Linked DNA regions of Sus scrofa: region 1 is linked to region 2. A link is a contact called in public Hi-C data. All regions are on one chromosome and are shown on one strand. Each heading gives the region's core, a stretch centred on a gene start, on an enhancer-like site or on the middle of the called end of the contact. The rest is flanking DNA. Distances are from core to core; before and after follow the strand shown. Region 1 holds the start of LCTL (lactase-like protein). Region 2 holds the start of MAP2K1 (mitogen-activated protein kinase kinase 1).

Region 1 (6,086 bases), core at 1,401-3,900, 160 kb after region 2:
ACTTTACAGAAATTGCTTGAGTGGTGCTCATTTATGAGCACATAGGTGCTCGCTCAAACAAACTGGGAGAAAAAGGCTAACAAACTTATTATCCCATCAACTCTTGCTCAGAAGATGCTGCTTTCTTTATAGTTTGTTTCAAGTATTTTTTTTTTTTTGGTAGCACCTGAGGCCTGCAGAAGTTCCCAGCTAGGGAGCAAACCCAAGCTATAGCAGCTACCAGAGCCACAGCAGTGACAACATTGGATCCTTAACCCACTGAGGCACCAGAAAATTCCTTTATATATATTTTTTCTTTTTTTAGGGGTGCACCCATGGCATGTAGAAGTTCCCAGGCTAGGGGTGAATGGGAGCTACAGCTGCTGGCCTGCACACAGCCACAGCAGCACAGGATCTGAGCCAGGGCTGCAACCTACACCACAGCTCATAGCAACACCAGATCCTTAACCCACTGAACAAGGCCAGGGATTGAACACCCAACCTCATGGTTCCTAGTCAGATTCATTTCCACTGTGCCACAATGGGAACTCCAAATTCCTTTATATTTTGACTTGTTATTTCTAGGCCTAATGTTTTAGAAAACATCAAAACTCATGCTTATCACTTATAACAAACATCATTTCAACCAGTGTGACCTCCGTGCTGTGGGTGAGTAGAGACATTTCTTCTTCACTCCCTGTCATCTTTCTCAAGTTAGAGCACAGTCCCCATCCTTTGTCCCACCTTGGCAACCCCGGGTACCTAGATCAGGTTCCTTCCTGCTGAGCTGAGCTTCTCCCTTGGGCCACTAAGCCTGCACAGCCTCACCTGAGGGAGATCCCAGTGGTGCAAGGTCACAACAGGGGTGATGTTGCTTTTCAGAAGGGCGTCAATGAAGTCACTGTAGAATTGGATCCCCTTCTTGTTCACCTGGTCAGCTAAAGGTAAAATAAAAGGGGACTTGACAAGAAAGGGCCTTGGCCTTGACCTTCTGAAGTGCAGTATTCTTGGGCCCTGTGGCTTTTCACAGGCGCGAAGGCATGTCACCCCAGCGGGTCTCGGACAGTGGGAAATCTACCCCTGAGAGCCCAGCTACCTGTAGAACCCATGAGAGATGCTGCTGGGAAAACCATGCTCAAGGGCTCTCTCCCCACCCTAGACATGTCCCAAAGCCAACATGGCCAAAAAGGGCCCCACCTGGGCTGGAGAAGGGTGGCCCAGCTCACCTCGGATGCCCGTGGGCAGGAGCCGGGGCCAGGACAGGGAGAAGCGGTAGTGGCTGACGTGCAGCTCCCTCAGCAGGGCAATGTCCTCCTGTGCAGATGGGGGCAGGTGCAGTGCAGGGTCAGCTGGGCCTGGTCAAGGCTCCCTCCTGTCCATATTCTTTGTTTACACCCCAAGTGGGATGCTGTCTGCCCTCAATTCCTCCTGGGACTATGCCAGGAGTCAAGTAAAATATAGGATATGGGGGTGCTTTGAGAAATCCATCAGGGTGTTCCTAATAAACTTGGGTGATGGATCCCCAAGCCAGAGAGGAAAGCAGGTGCTAAGCAGAGGAACTGAGGATGAGCTGGTCCCATGCTCTCCACAGGGTGCTTATTCCCATGCAGGGGCCGGGGTTAAGGCCACTGTGGCCTGTAGGACCTAAGGTCACAGCCTCAACCCTTCAATTGCCCATCACTTGGACTAAAGCACTGGCTCAGGTGAGGCCCTGATTCCCCTTCCTCCTACAATCCACCTTCCCACACCCTGATACCCCCACCCCCACCTGAAGCCCTGGTCATCACCAGCCCCTCCCTTCTGGGCTGATTCAGGGTCAGGAGTGTTTAGCAGAGTACTTGGTTGTCACCTGGGATCCTTCAGTAGGTCACTTCCTAACTCTTAGTTGATGTTCAATCATACACATGTATACCCATCACTCACCTGGACCTTGTAGTAGCTGTTACAGGCCACATCTGCTGTCTCGTCCCCAAGCACATTCCCCTTCCTGCTGTGTGTGAAGGCGTCCCAGATACTGGGCCCTTTCCCGTCCTGGTCCCAGGCACCCTCAGTCTGGAAGGCAGAACTGCCCACGCCCCAGGAGAAGCCTGCGAGTGGAGACCCCAGGCTGGGCCCTGAGCCCCCTCCCACTCCCCACCCAGAACTAGGACCCTGGGCTGTTCTTCCTGGACCACCAGGCAGGCCCTGTCCCCCACAGCCTGGCCTTCTCCCTCGGAGTGGGAGGATGTGTGGCAGGGTTGTAGGGTGAGGAAAGACATCATACAGTAAAAGCATTTATCTGTACCATTTTAGCTCTGATTAGCATTTACTATCTCTATACTTAAAAAAAAAAAAAAAAAAATCCGTGAAGAACCTCTTTTATTTTAGAACAACTGCATGGAGTTATTTCCCTCGTCCTGCCTGTAAGGAAGCTAAAACACCAACCTCCTTTGCAAGCCAGTTAAGGTGGGCAAGCTGACAGACAGACAGACAACCCAACACAGGAGTACACATACCAAGTGGGAAGTTTCCATAGTAGAAGGAGGCCTCTTCTGGGGATCCCTTCCTGGTGGCCCCCAGCGTGGATGCCCGCAATAGTGCCCACCAAACAGTGACAACCCACACTGGCTTCATGGCACCCGGCCCTCCCCCATACCTGAAAAAGCACATTGACAGGACCAAGCAGCCTGGGATTGGAGCGCAGATCCTGGCTTGGAGACAGGGGCAGAAAGGGAGGAGGTGGGCAGGGGTGGGGACATTTTATCTAGAGAAGTGTTGGCTCTTCTGGGGACAGCTGGTCCATGGCTCTGCTGGGACCCCCAGCTCAGGCTGAGGGGCTCCAGATACAATTCCCAAGTTAAGCACTAATGCCTGGGTTTGGGGAGCTCTGGGTCTGATGGGCAAGGCTTCAAACCACTCCTGGTCCTTGCATGATGGGGGAGACCTAGTCTGTACCCTGTGATGCCCCCAATCTAATGGGGAAACCACTCCGCCTTAGGGAAGCTCCAGTCTGACGGGGGAGGCAGGACAATCTGCAGCACCCTCACCTACACACTGTAGCCTATGCAGAGAGACAGACCCCCACCCCCAAGCCAGGGGGGACAAGCAGGGTCAGGGCAGTTCCCTTCCCCTGGCTCCCCTCTCTGATGCCAACCTGGCCAGCTTACCCAGGATTGTCCTCGGTCCCAGACACCCCCGGAATAGCAGCTGGTGGCCAGAGCACTCTCAGACTGACCCCCTAGGGGCCGCATTGTCCCCCCCACCTCCCAGAGCAGAGCCCTCAGCACAGCGAAGGCTCTGGTTGGGGGCGTGACTAGTGGCCTAACCCCCCTACAAAGAGCTTCAATAGCCCCAATTCAGCGGGGAGGGCAGGAATGCTGAGCTGGCCAGCGGGGCCTGAGTCAGCAGCCATGTAGCCTGGCCCTGGGCCCGGGGCATCCAGTCAGACCATCCTGGGGTAGAGGGGGGAGCAACCCAATCCCCGGCCCCTTCTGGGCCTGATGTGCCATCTTCAGCACACCTTAGCTTGCAAAACTCGGGGTGGGTGTCGGGGGCGGGGAGCAGTATGGACATCTGGTTCTGTGTTTACTCATTGCTGCTGGAGAAAATTCACTGCAGAAGGTAAATTTGGTTTTCCCACCTCACCCATCTCACTCTGGACCTGTCATTCATTCCTTCTCTCATTCAGTCATGACTGCCTGCTAGAATGTACCCTTCCTGGAGGCTCAACACCTCCTGTTCTGCACTGAGGCTGCCAAGGTCCCCCAACTGTGCTCCCTACACTACAGTGCCCTAACCTCTTCCCTGCCTCCACCGTTGCAGCCCTCTTCATCTCCCTCAACCTCCAGCCCACCTGTGGCTCCTTAAGTGGGGAGGTCTTACCCTTTCGTGGTTAATTTCTTCCTGCCAGAGTGAAATGGGACTTGGTCTGAGCCCCTAGGGGCTCAGGGTCTGGTGGGGGAGGGAGGCAATCAGGAGAGGGTTTTTTTGTGGGGTTTTTTTTGTTTTTTGTTTTTTTTGTTTTTGTCTTTTTAGCTATTTCTTGGGCCGCTCCCGCGGCATATGGAGGTTCCCAGGCTAGGGGTCGATTCGGAACTGTAGCCACCGGCCTACGCCAGAGCCACAGCAACGCAGGATCCAAGCCACGTCTGCAACCTACACCACAGCTCACGGCAGGAGAGGGTTTTAAACACTGCCAGTGATCAGCACTAATGGAAGGAGGGTCAAGACACTGTAGAGGCTCAGGGAGGTGGGGCTGGCTTCATAGGGAGGGGACATTGGACAGGATGCTCGAAGGATGTGGTGGCATTTGCCAGATGGTGTGGAGCAGGGAGGTATGGGAACAGACAGAACAGCAGGAGCAAATGCCCTGAGGTGTATTTGTGGACCTGGAAACTTGGTATCTTCTTTTCTCTGGCAGTGACCAGGTAGGGCCGTGTCCTCAGGTGAATGGGCCACTGGACAGCCGCCCTCCTGGCCCTCTCTTCTATGGGTGGACTGCTGTGAGTGTCCAAGACCCAGAGTGCTCTCTTTGCACTGGTGCTCCTGCCTGCCTCGCCAGGCCCGTGGGCCTTGGGCATCCTGCTACCAGGCTCAGGTTGGCAGGAAACGTAAAACTTTAAGAGCTGATCTCATCTGAGAAAAATGCCCCCTTCCCACAGAGCCAGGGGCCTAGTGTTTGTGTTGGGGGCAGGGTGCTGGTCAGCCTGGCGTGGTCAGGGCCGCTTGGGGTCTGTCTGCAGACCCGGCCTCCACCGTCTGATCCCCATTCTCCTCCATAGGGTCCAAGCTGGAAGGACACAGGCCTTACAGCTGGGTGACCCCTCCCCACCCCCCATTCCTCCCAACCCCATCCCACTCCAGGACTGCTTGGGTCTGGCTGGAGGCTTGGAGCAACTGGCAGAACCCTCCCTTTGGTCAGGGAAGAGCCATGTCTGAAGTCCCTGGGGCCCAGGCCTGGCTGAAGAGCAGTTGTGAGGGTGAGCCTCTGAGCTTCCTCCTCTTCCCTCCTTGCAAAGTGCTGCAGGGTTGGGGGCCCCTCTGCCAGCAGCCTCTGTGGGGTCTAGGCTGGAGCCCAGTCTTTGTGACTTTTAGGAAGTTTACTTGGTAAAAGCAAAAGGTCTGGTCCTCTGCCCTAAGTGTTGATGGGTCCCAGGCACAGGAGCACAGCTCAGCCCATTCTGTACCTTGGGCTCCTTCAGAGGGAATGGATGGGGCAGGCATGGAAGGACATGGGGGCATTCAGGAAAAAAGATTCCTGCCTCCATATCACCGGGAACTGGCTGTGGGGTCTAGGCACAGGAACTTCCTCTCCCTAGGACTCAGCCTCCCTGTCTAGAATGAGAACTGCTATTTCAGGGTATTGATGGTAACTTCCAACGTCCATTTCACTTCTCCAAGCCCTTACCTTTTGTTATAAAAATTGGCAAACACGTGGAAAAGCTGAGTTATATTGCCCATACTGAGTGCCCACCTTTGAGACTATACTTGCTTTGTCACAGTCTATCCCTCTTTTCCTCTCTCCACCGAGGAATTCATCTTACTTTTTTGATGAAAAAGTAAGCTATGAGTTGGAGTTTCCTGGTGGCCTAGCAGTTAAGGATTCGGCGTTGTCACTGCTGTAGCTTAATCTCTGGCCTGGGAACTTCCGCATGCCAAGAGTGTGGCCAAAAAAAAAAAAAAAAAAGATTTAAAAAAAAGTAAGCTGAGGGTGTCAGTTCACTTCACCGCTAAGCCCTTCGGTAGGAATGTTAGTAACTATGTTATGATTCTTTTCTTTTTTGAGGTGTAGTTTCCTTGCAGAGAAATGCACAAATCTTAAATGCACTGTTCTGTGAGTTTTGACAAATGTAGTCACGTGTAACCAGACTGCTATTAAGATATGGAACATGAATTTGTTTCTTTTTAACTCTGAGTCATGCTGCATCTTTATGAGGACTTTTAGGGGAAATTCCCATGGGTCTCAGGAGCAGGAATCCATGTCATCTTCTTTCCCTTTTAATTCTGGCTGCTTGGAAATTCTGATATGTTTGTGGCCTGCCTCCAGCACACGCACAGAACATGAGTTATGCATTTCTATGTCATCTTACTCTCCCTTCTCCCTGATTTCCTTGCCTGTTATTTTTAAA
Region 2 (6,053 bases), core at 3,527-6,026:
CACCTGTTGACAGACACTTAGGCTGTTTCCATATCTTATTGCTTTTTTTGTCTTTTTAGGGCCCTGCCCTTGGCATATAGATGGTCCCAGGCTAGGGATTGAATTGGAGCTGTAGCCGCCAGCCTACACCACAGCCACAGCAATGCCAGATCTGAGCCTTGCCTGCGACCTACACCACATCTCACAGCAACACCGGATCCTTAACCCACTGAGTGAGGCTAGGGATAGAACCTGTCCTCATGGATACTAGTCAGATTCGTTTCTGCTGAGTTGCACCAGGAACTCCTGTTTCCATATCTTGCCTACTGTGAATAATGCCATGGTGAACGTGGGAGTACAGATAAATCTGTTAGATTCTGATCTCAGTTTCTTTGGATATATACTCAGGAGTGGGACTGCTCGGTAATTTGGTAGATATGTTTTTAATTTTTATGGTTTTTCTTTTTTATCCATACCTGTGGCATGTGGACATTCCTGGGCCAGGAATTGAATCTGTACCACAGCAGCCATTCAAGTCACTTCAGTGACAGTGCTTAACCCACTGAGTCACAAGGGAACTCCCTAGAGGAACCTCTATACTGTTTTCCATGTTGGATATATCAGTTTGCATTCCTACCAATACCCAAGGATTCCCTTTTCTCCACACTGTGCCAGCACTTATCTCTCTTTTTTTTTTTTTTTTTTTTGTCTTTTTAGGGCCCCATCTGTAGCACAAGGAGGTTCCCAGTCTAGGGGTTGAATTGGAGCTGCAGCTGTGGCCTACACTGCAGCCATAGCAACACCAGATCTGAGCCATATCTGAGATCTCCACCACAGTTTCTGGCAATGCCAGATCTTTAATGCACTGAGCGAGGCCAGGGATCAAACCCACATCCTCATGGATACTTGGCAGATTCATTTCCACTAAGTCACAATGGGAACTCCAGTGCTTATCTCTTGTCCTTTTTTTTTCCTTCTGGCTGTGCCTGCAGTGCACAAAAATCCCCCAGCCAGGGATCAAACCCAAGCCACAGCAGTGACCCAAGCTGCCGCAGTGACAACACCGGATCTTTCACCCACTGCAGCACAGGAGAAATCTCTTGTCTTTTGGATGATAGCCATTCTGGTGTGAGGTGATATCTCATTATGGTTTTGATTTCCATTTCACGGATTATTAGTGATGTTGAGTCAATTTCTTTTTTTTCTCTAGTAATTGTTTTATGGAAGTGTGGCATTGATCCAGAACATAGACTGTTTTATTGGCAGACAATATAAATCATAAATGGAACACACACTTTCCTATTATCTCCACCCAGATCAAGAAAGCAAATATTACCAGCACCCTAAAAGCCTCCTTCAGTTCACCTTTCAGTTACTCTCCTCCTCAAGGATAACCATTATCCCAACTTCTACCACCAGAGATTAAATGTGCCAGTTTTGATTATATATATATGCTCAAATATATACATATATTTCTTGTGTCACCTTCTTCTACTCAACAGGATGTTGGTGAGATTCATTCATACTGTTGCAAGTAGTGTAGTTGTAGTCTACTTTCACAATGCTATCATTCCATGACATGTGTTTACCACAATTTATCCATTTACCCTTAATGGACATTCGGGTTGTTTTCCTAATAACTATTACAACAGTGTTGCTATGTATATTCTTGCATTTATTTTTTGTTGAACATATATATTGATTTCCATAGGTATGTGCCTGGGATCAGAATCTCTGGGTGTAGGATATAAGTTCTACCTTGTAGAACATATTACCAAACAGTTTTTCAAATTTGTTGCATAAATTTATACTTCCACCATCAGTGTAAGAAAGTCCTGCCTTAGTTGCTTCACGTCTTATCAACATTTGATATTATTTATCCTTTTCAATTTAGCCAGAATAGTAAGTGTAGTATCATAGTGTTTTCAAATTATTGTGGAAAAATATACATAAAAATTTTATAATTTTGAGCATTTGCAAGTGTATGTTTAGTGGCATTAGGTACTCACATTGTGGTTTTTTTCTTTTTTTGTCTTTTCTAGGGCAGCACCTGCAGCATATGGAGGTTCCCAGGTTAGGAGTCCAATTGGAGCTGTAGCCGCCAGCCTATGCCAGAGCCACAGCAACTCGGGATCCAAGCCGCATCTGCAACCCAAACCACAGCTCACTGCAAGCCAGATCCCCAACCCACTGAGCGAGGCCAGGGATTGAACCCACAACCCCATGGTTCCTAGCCATTGTGCCACGGGAACTCCTCACATTGTGGTTTTAAGTTGCATTTTCCTGATAAAGAAGTTCAGCATCTTTTCATATCTTCTTCTGGTTAATATGTTACCATTTTTTTTTTTTTTTTGTCTTTTCTAGGGCCACAGCCATGGCATATGGAGGTTCCCAGGCTAGGGGTCGAATTGGAGGTGTAGCCGCCAGTCTATGCCAGAGCCACAGCAATGCCAGATCCAAGCTGAGTCTGCGACCTACACCACAGCTCACGGCAACACCAGATCCTTAATTCACTGAGCAAGGCCAGGGATCGAACCCGCAACCTCATGGTTCCTAGTCGGATTCATTAGCCACTGAGCCACGATGGGAACTCCCATGTAGGAGTTCTTCATATATTATAGATATGATTTCTTTTTCCAATATATGTGTTGCAAATGTCTCCTCTCCTTTTTATCTTTTTTTTTTCTTTTTGGTCACATCAGTGGCATGTGGAACTTGCCTGGAGAGGGCCTGAACCTGTGCCACAGCAGTGACCCGAGGCACAGTAGTGACAACACCAGATCCTTAACACTGCACCACCAGGGAACTCTTTTTTACACTTTTTTTTTTTTTTTGTCTTTTTGCTATTTCTTTGGGCCGCTCCCGCGGCATATGGAGGTTCCGAGGCTAGGGGTGGAATTGGAGCTGTAGCCGCCAGCCTACGCCAGAGCCACAGCAACGCGGGATCCGAGCCGCATCTGCAACCTACACCACAGCTCACGGCAATACCGGACCATTAACCCCCTGAGCAAGGGCAGGGACCGAACCCACAACCTCATCGTTCCTAGTCGGATTCGTTAACCACTGTGCCACGACGGGAACTCCCTTTTTTACACTTTTTGAAGGTTGAAAGTAATTAACAGTAATGTAGTCCAATTTATCATATTTTTCCTTTACGACTTGTGGGGTTTTTTAATGTGTGTGTCTTGTTTAAGAAACCTTTGCTAGGATTTCCCTTGTGCCACAGCGGGTTAAAGATCTGGCATTGTCACTGCAGCTGCTTGGGTCACTGCTGTAGCTCAGGTTCGATCCCTGGCCTGGGAACTGGGAATGGGAACTTCCATATGCCGCAAGCAAAGACAAAGAAAAAAAAGAAAGAAAGAAAGAAAGAAAGAAAGAAAGAAAGAAAGGGCTGTTTCCACTTTTTGGCTGTTATAACTAAGGCTGTTTCCACTTTTTGGCTGTTATAACTAAGGCTGCCATAACGTTTGCATAAACAGTTGTGTACAAATTTTGTATGGATATATATTTTTTCATTTCTCTTGAGCACATAGGAGTGGAACTGCTGGGGCATGCTGTAACTATATTTAACTGTTTGAGGATCTGCCAGACTATTTTTCCAATTATCTGCACTATTTTACATTCTCATCTTTTTTTTTTTTTTTTTATCTTTTAAATGGCTGCACTGGTGGCATATGGAAGTTCTCTGGCCAGGGATTGAATTTGAGCTGCACCTTTAACCTATGAAACAGCTGTGGCAACACTGGATCCTTTAACCCACTGCACCAGGCGGGGGATCAAATCCAGCTTCTTAACCCACTGTGTCACAGAGGGAACTCCTACATTCTCATATTAATCTTAACAATTTTTTAAAATGTTTAAAATTGAATATGCTATATATAATAATAATAACAATAATAAAACTTCAAATAGTCTACAAAATGAAAAGGAAACCTTATTCTCTATATACTGCAAACAGCTGACACGCTTCTCTGAGCCACTAGGTGCAGATGCTTGCATTGTTTTGCACACCTAATGCTTTTAGAACTTTAGGAAAGGCGAAGGGGAAGAGATGGATTCAATGTGTACTTTCAGTCATTTGAATCACCTTTGATCTTAAGCTTTTTATTGATATCTTATTTCCTCAGTTTTATAGAACTGGAAATCTTGGTTGAAAAAGCTTTTTTTGTTTTTAAAACTTTAAAAATATATTCCCAACATGCTCTCAGAAAAGGTTGCCCCAATTTACAGTCTCATCACCACTGAATACCCATCTCCCTGTACCTTCGTTAACAGATTAGTAGTATTACCGTTTTATATGTATCTGTATATCTATTTGCCAGTTTGTTGTGCGCAAGGAGTCTCTAGACAAATTGACTATTTCCGACGCTGCCTCTAGAAACAAAAATCGGGTCTTTTCCTTTATTCATTTTATTACTTCAGCTCTGTCAACGTGACTCGGCCTGGGGTCTATAATCACCGCAGAGCAGGAGACTGTGTCGCTACCAACCAGGTCAAGCTCCCCTCTCTGCTAGCTGTGGGAACCAGGATTCACGACCTCTTTTCTCCATGGGTCCACCTGCGTGCCTCTGGGCAGCAGAGGGCGCGGCTGAACCACCACCGGACCCCTCCCCCAGGTTAACGCGCCGCGCCCCCGTGACGTATTTCCGCGTCATCTGCTGCCGAGGAGTGCTCCTATTGGCTGTCGGCTAGGTAATAGGGGCGGAGCCGAGTGGGTGTGTGGAAAACGCAGCCTCCTGGGTGGGGAGGTGAGGCTTCCCCCTTCCCCGCCCCTCCCCCGCCCTCCAGTCCCTCTCTGGGACGGCTGCGCGGACCCGCTTGGAACGCGGCGGTAGCGGCGGCGCACTTTCCCCGGCTGTAGCTGGACAAGGCTGTAGTGCGCGCGCCGCGGCGCCCCTCGAGCGGGAGGGACCGGTTGACTGCAGTAGAGTCGGAGGGAATCCCGGGCTGCGGAGCTGCGCCGGCGGGGAAGCCCTTCGGTTTGCTGTGCACCAAGAGAGTAAGGCGGGGGGTCTCCCGAGACCGCCACCGGCCCCCTCGGTGCCGACAGGACCGCGCGGAGCGCGCCCCCCGAAGGCAGCCCCGGGCCGGTGGCCCTGACTTGGTCCCGCGCGCCGGGCGCCGGGCAGCTCAGAGGGAGGAAACAAGAGGGGCCGCCCTCCCCGCGGAGTTGGAAGCGCTTTCGCTCGGTCCAAAATGCCCAAGAAGAAGCCGACGCCCATCCAGCTGAACCCGGCCCCCGACGGCTCCGCGGTTAACGGGACCAGCTCGGCGGAGTAAGTCTGGGGGTGCTGAGGTGGCCCGGGCCGGGGCGCAAGAGCGGAGTCGGGTGCGTGCGGCGCGCGGGGCTCCTCTCGAGTCGTCACGTACGTCTCGGGCTGTCGGGCTCGAGGAACTCCCCGCCGCCGAGGTGACTAAGCACTGATTGTGCTCCTGATTCAGACCGGTCAGTGGACCCAAGGAGTGTCGATCTCCCCCCCCCCCCGCCCATCCCCACCCCTTTCCCGACCCTTTCAGTCATCCCTGACTTCTGATCATTTTCCTCTTCTCCCTTAAAGATTAAAAACTGGTTCATTGCCCGCCCGTCCCCAGCTGTTTTCCCCAGATCCTCCGGGATTTTGGCCTGTAACGAGGAGAAGGGAGCAGATGTCTTGGAGTAATTAAGATCACATCTGCGTCTTTGAGACCAGCTCAGTTTGTAGAGTGTGGAGTTGGGACCGGCTAGCAGCCCTCACCTTCTTACCTGACACCTGTGGCCTAGGATTGCCTCGCTGCGGCTACCGCCTGGCCCGGGGGGGGGGGGGGGCGTGTGTACACTGATATTCCCGTGGCTTCTCCCTTGTCGACTTTGGGGGCTCCCATTCCTTGGCCTTCCTGGAAACCCTCTTGTCTCTAAGGGAGCGGCTTTTCTTTTTCTTCTTCTGACCATTCATTCACTCATTCATCAAATCGCTTTTCATTAGTGTCTCCTGGGGTTTTTTATTTGACCATGATCCCTAAATTTCTGACCTGAGGCCTGACACCTTGGCCTTGGAAATCACACATAAGGTGCTCCATTTCTGCAGCTTCCAGTG

What was found. A called contact is a pair of places that touch in the nucleus more often than the background predicts.
Region 1: a contact with region 2 is called in a Hi-C map of embryonic fibroblasts, with 4 times the contacts expected there. The contact joins the promoter of LCTL here to the promoter of MAP2K1 in region 2. A contact is called at or near these places in 1 of 5 promoter capture datasets (fetal liver) and 2 of 47 Hi-C or Micro-C datasets (both in embryonic fibroblasts).

The regions. Positions count from the first base shown.
Region 1 is chr1:164,537,527-164,543,612 of Sscrofa11.1, forward strand. LCTL (lactase-like protein) reads right to left here and starts at 2,651. Exons shown (of 13, transcript XM_003121742.6): 1 at 2,475-2,651; 2 at 1,903-2,066; 3 at 1,206-1,293; 4 at 808-917. The coding sequence starts at 2,628.
Region 2 is chr1:164,377,116-164,383,168 of Sscrofa11.1, forward strand. It overlaps MAP2K1 (mitogen-activated protein kinase kinase 1), which reads left to right and starts at 4,777. Exons shown (of 10, transcript NM_001143716.1): 1 at 4,777-5,255. The coding sequence starts at 5,176.